Regions from separate parts of the Hordeum vulgare genome. Here region 1 is linked to region 2. Evidence: chromatin contacts called from public Hi-C data. All regions are on one chromosome and are shown on one strand. The core of a region is the stretch at or near the end of the contact, and the rest is flanking DNA. Distances in the headings are between cores, read along the strand shown.

Region 1 (2,779 bases), core at 83-2,582, 460 kb before region 2:
GTCATGAGTGTTGATCCCCTGAACATGAGCTAATTAGTTTTTGTCATATGAACTTGGTTAATTTGTCATATGAGATGTTGCCATGTAATATTCGGTTCAAACATTAAACGCGAGCTAAATTTTTTCAGAGGAATTTGTCTCGACGTCGACGATGCCCATCCCGCATCCTCGTCGTCCAGTAGGTGGCGACCACGTGCTTGATAGGCTCCAACATGTGCGGGACTGGGTTTCGCCGGGCTGGCACTGGGAGGTGCTATCTTCCGGGGGTCGCACCTTGGTGCGGAATCCGGGTCTCATCGTTGACCCGGAGCTTCTTTGGTGGCGGTCGCGCGAGCCATTATCGGTGACGAGGGAGCCTGCCCCCACGAAGGTGGTACGTCGTCGTGTCAGGGAGGAGGACGAACACGTCTATGGCTACATGGCTGCGTTGGATGCCAAGTTCTTCAATACCTGTCAGGTTCTTCACGGACATTACCCGAGTCATGATCCGGTGATGGTTCCTTATCTTTGGGTTGCCACCGCTTGCACCGTGAGATGTCAGCTGGATTATTAGTATGAGTTATATGAGTATGAGTTATATGAATGTGAGCTATATGAGTATGAGTTATATGAATATGATCTATATGAGTATGAGTTATATAAGTATGAGCTATATGAGTATGAGCTATATGAATATGAGTTATATGGGTATGAGCTGTATGAGTATGAGTTATATGAGTTATATGAGTTGTTAAATGAGTATGAGTTATATGAATATGAGTTATATGAGCTGTTATGTGATGATGCATTCTGAATACTGTTAATATTGTCGATGATGATGCGTTTTGGTAGTAAACGTTAGCAGTAGCGCTGGAAAATATTAGCAGCAGCGCTGCTTAGCAGCAACGCTTTCTGTGATCAAGCGCTGCTACTAAACTTACCAGTAGCGCTGCCTGTATCTGCGCTACTGCTAGTTTTTAGTTGTAGCGCGATAGCAGTAGCGCGTGGACCAGCGCTACTGCTAATAATATAACCAGCGCTACTAGTAGGGTTTTCCCTAGTAGTGCTACCTCAGCGGCGACCGGATCGACATTATGAAGGACGGAGCTAGCCCTCGGATATAAACACGATGGAGCCGAACGAGCTCCGCTTACTATTATGTTTATGTTATATGTAATATTATGGATTAAAAAAAATTAATTTTTAATATTTAATTATAAAATGCATTATTTAATAGACAGACGGATTTACATAGTAGATGTTCTTGTTTCCGGTGCAAATCCATTTACTCAAGTGGCCCGTAGCGTTACACGATTGCACAGTCGCCGCCGCCGCCTCAGATCGACCGGCAAAGGCAACGAGCCGCCGCACCACTCACCAGTACCCGAGCGTAACGCGCGAGAAGCGGCGCCGCCTCGTGCGGGAGCGGGGACTCAGATAGCCATCGCGATGAGGTCCGCCGCGTGGCACGCCCTGCTCCCGTCACTAGTGCCTGCCAACCCCGGCATCTTCTTCCTCCGCAGCCAGCCCGGGCGGTTCTTGTCACACGCTCACGGCTTGCGGCCGTGTCGCGCTGCGAGCTCTCTGCCCCCCGGGGAGTATCTTCCTCCCTTGTTTAGGTGAGCGGATTCAGATATCTAAGGCACTAGGGGTTGGTCGATGTACCTGGCCATGGTCGGAGCTGACTGATGCTTGTTTTCTTGCCCCCACCCCCCTGCTCCTGCAGCGTGGCGCCGATGATGGACTGGACAGACAATCACTACAGGACGCTCGCGCGGCTGATATCGAGGCACGCCTGGTTATATACAGAGATGGTGGTCGCCGAGACTATTGTGCATCAGAAAGATAAGTTGGTGAGTTAGCCACTTTTGGTCTTTCTTGGTCCGGTGCCATTAAGCTTGAGTGCTTTGGGATAGTAACTGATTTCATTTAACCTGACTAGATATTTTGATTCATGTGGATTAGAATTGTTGGCATTGATTGTGTTAGAGTATAGTATATAATATAGCCATGTACTCCTTTGTATTTATCCCATTGTATAAGTTTTTTTGTGTGCATATAGTCCACGCCTGTACATGTATATATATTGGCCTATGGCCTCATGAAAATACAAGTTGCATATTCCTAACATGGTATTAGAGCCCAGGTTCTTTTTTGCACGCGCAACTCGTGCTCTTTCCGATCCACAGCCGCAGCTGTCTCCTCTTCCCGAGTCCTGTTCGATCCCGTGCCTGAGTCCCGCTGGAACTCGAGGCCAGGTGCGCTCACATCTCGGGCTCTCGTCATATGGAGAGCATCCGCCTCTCAAGATCTCGTCTGCCCCCGTCGATCTGGTGCTGGATTGGTTCCTCAAGTCCGCCCCCGTCGATCTGGTGCTGGATTGGTTCCTCAGGTCCGCCCCCGTCGATCTCTGGTGCTCGCAAGATCTGTCCGCCCTCATCTCCGGCCCGGACTTCGTCGCTCTCTCTATGGCCTTAAGCAAGCCCCGCGCGCCTGGTTTGAGCGATTTGCCTCTGTGGTAACTGCTGCTGGTTTTTCAGCCAGTGCTCATGATCCAGCATTGTTTGTCCACCTTTCTCCTCGTGGTCGGACTCTTCTTCTTCTCTATGTTGATGACATGATCATCACTGGTGATGACCCCTAGTATATTACCTTTGTAAAGGCCCGTCTTAGTGAGCAGTTTTTTATGTCTGATCTTGGACCTCTTCGTTACTTTCTTGGGATTGAAATCTCTTCTACCTCTGATGGCTTTTTTATATCCCAGGAAAAGTATATTCAGGATATTCTTGCTCGTGCTGCT
Region 2 (2,700 bases), core at 185-2,684:
AACAACATCCTTATTCTCCTCCTCTCCAACTACATCCTTCCCCGTGTCATAATCAGCATCTGAACTATCATCATCATCTTCAGAGCTGTCAGCATTTGTAACTTCTTTCTCCATAAATAGTTCCTCCTCCTCCATGTGAACTTCTTGCACTACTGGCATGCTATCAGCAAACTCATTGAGAAATCCATCTAGCTCATTGACACTTGCAATGTCCTTCCCCTTTCTCACATTGCAGCTCTTCTGAGTGAAAATGTAATCTCTAATAGAATCTTGTGCGTATACACTTAAAATAGGAGCAGAACACTCTGCTCTTTCACCGGAGTGAGCTGGATAGAGCACACATGCATCATCTATATCATATACTTTAGGTGAAACAATCTCTGAAATAGGCATCTGCTTCTCACTTTCATCCCGTATGCCATCATCGAGACTGGGCGGGGAAGAAAGATTTGTCCCCGCGGTCGAGGGAAGAGGAGTTCCTAAATGTGGCGGTCGAGGGAGAAGGAGCACACATGCAAAAGTGACGTTTTTTTGCAACAAAAACAAAAGGTGGTGGTTTTTTGATTTAGGGTCCCTAAATGTGGTGGTTTTTTTTGCAATTTATCTGCTTTGTCTATCGCCGTCTAACGGCAGCCCACGAGTGCGGGCCACAAACACCCGACAGCGGACCCCGTGCGTCAGGTTTGCCCTCAAACAACGCTGATCGCACGATCAGCGTTTTTGACAAACTGTAAATGCAAAAGTGATAATTTTTCACAACAAAAACGAAAGGCAATGATTTTTTAATTTAGGGTCCCTAAATATGGTGGTTTTTTGCAACTTACTCCAAATTTATGTTCCAAATACCTAAACATCCAAACAAAAATATTGACATTCAATCTCAATATCAATATAATATGATATTGATATGGGGGCTGCTACCCATCTACCGACGGATGTTTAGTAAACATCCGTCACCTGGAGGTCCGTCCGATGTACGCGCAGTTGTCCCGATCTGCACGCTCGCAGCCGTCCGATCCGCTTCAGCCGGGCATCCTATAATTCCTGAAACAACGACCGAGTTGCAGAAACTTTCATTCCTGAAACGACGACCGAGTTGCAGAAACTTTCGCTTTGTTACGAGAAATAAATTTTGCACTCGTTAATTCCTGAAACAACGGTCGAGTTTCAGAAACAATTTGCTTGTTGCAGAATTATTTTCCTTCATCTTTGTGTAACATAGGGAGGACGTGGGACAAAGAGATAGCCCAGGCAGCCATTCGATCGACTCGATCGAACGACAACACGTCCGACCGATGTCTAGCACGGATCAGCCGGCTGAGGAAAAGGTTTTCCCTATTGATATTCAATCCAATGGAATGTCAAGGCTTCCAATGCAAACATCCAAACAGAGTGTTAGTGTCATACTAGAAGACTAGTACATATTGTGTACGAGTAGAATCCTGCGGGCAAGGAACGGGCGTAACGCTTGAAGCCGCTGTGTTCTCTTCTTCACACTTTCCTCGCCGCTGCTCCCGCAGGCCGCAGTCATGCGCATCTTCCTTCTGTCAGGGCAGAGCAACATGGCCGGCCGCGGCGGCGTGCACCAGCGGCGGTGGGATGGGGTCGTGCCGCCGGAGTGCGCGCCGGACCCCTCCATCCTCCGTCTCTCCGCCTCGCTCGCATGGGAGGAGGCCCACGAGCCGCTGCACGCCGACATCGACACGACCAAGACCTGCGGCGTCGGCCCCGGGATGGCCTTCGCCCGCGCCATTCTCCCGGAGCTGCAGCCCCCAGGCACCGCCGGGGTAGGGCTCGTACCGTGCGCCGTTGGCGGCACGGCCATCCGGGAGTGGGCCCGCGGGGAGCACCTGTACGAGCAGATGGTGCGGCGCGCGCGCGCCGCGACCGAGTGCGGAGAGATCGAGGCCGTGCTGTGGTACCAGGGGGAGAGCGATGCAGAGTCCGATGCCGAAACGGCGGCATACCAGGGGAACGTGGAGAGGCTGATAGCAAATATCAGGGCAGATCTTGGGATGCCGCATCTACCATTCATTCAGGTGATGGCCGCGCTAGGTAAATAGTGTAATTTGTCTTCATTCTTGGCATCAGGGGCGGAGCCAGAGAATTTAGCCATTGGGTTCACTTATTGTCTCCTTTTTTTTTTGACTATGTTACAGATTAGTTAAGTTTAGAGTCTTATTTTCCACCATCTTTCAGCAAGAGTACAACGCTAAAAATGGCATACATCACAGAAATATGACATAACTTAAAAACTGAAGAGTGCAAGACATACCGGTTGGATCCAATGATAAAATCACTTGTTTAGTCAAATTATAAATAGTACTTGTACCAAATAACTTTATGCTCGAGGTGTAACTTCTTATCTTCCTGAAAACATTGAAAAATGACAAATTTAAATAAATTTCATTAAGCAAAAGAAACATGTAAAGTAGTTCACATCTTAGAAAGGGACATTTTTTATTTTCATTATCTTAAAAAGATCAAGCAATGCATCATTAAGCCATTCTGGAGTAAATCTTCATGAATTATCTACCTTGGCCCTTTGTGGATAACCGGATTTGGCGGTGGTATGTACTCCCTCTGTCCTAAAATAATTGTCTCAACTTTATACTAGCTCTAATACAAAGTTATACTAAGCTTAAGACACTTATTTTGGGACGGAGGGAGTACTCTGTAAGGTTCCCAGGTCAAATGTTT

The links. Hi-C and Micro-C count contacts between places; a contact is called where the count stands out from the background.
Region 1: a Hi-C map of leaf shows a contact between it and region 2, with 5 times the contacts expected there. The contact joins the promoter of LOC123426401 here to the promoter of LOC123426399 in region 2. A contact is called at or near these places in 2 of 6 Hi-C or Micro-C datasets (leaf and seedling).

The regions. Positions count from the first base shown.
Region 1 is chr2H:394,626,997-394,629,775 of MorexV3_pseudomolecules_assembly, reverse strand. It overlaps LOC123426401 (tRNA-dihydrouridine(20/20a) synthase-like), which reads left to right and starts at 1,332. Exons shown (of 12, transcript XM_045110235.1): 1 at 1,332-1,598; 2 at 1,706-1,832. The coding sequence starts at 1,429.
Region 2 is chr2H:394,163,998-394,166,697 of MorexV3_pseudomolecules_assembly, reverse strand. It overlaps LOC123426399 (probable carbohydrate esterase At4g34215), which reads left to right and starts at 1,434. Exons shown (of 3, transcript XR_006622186.1): 1 at 1,434-2,039.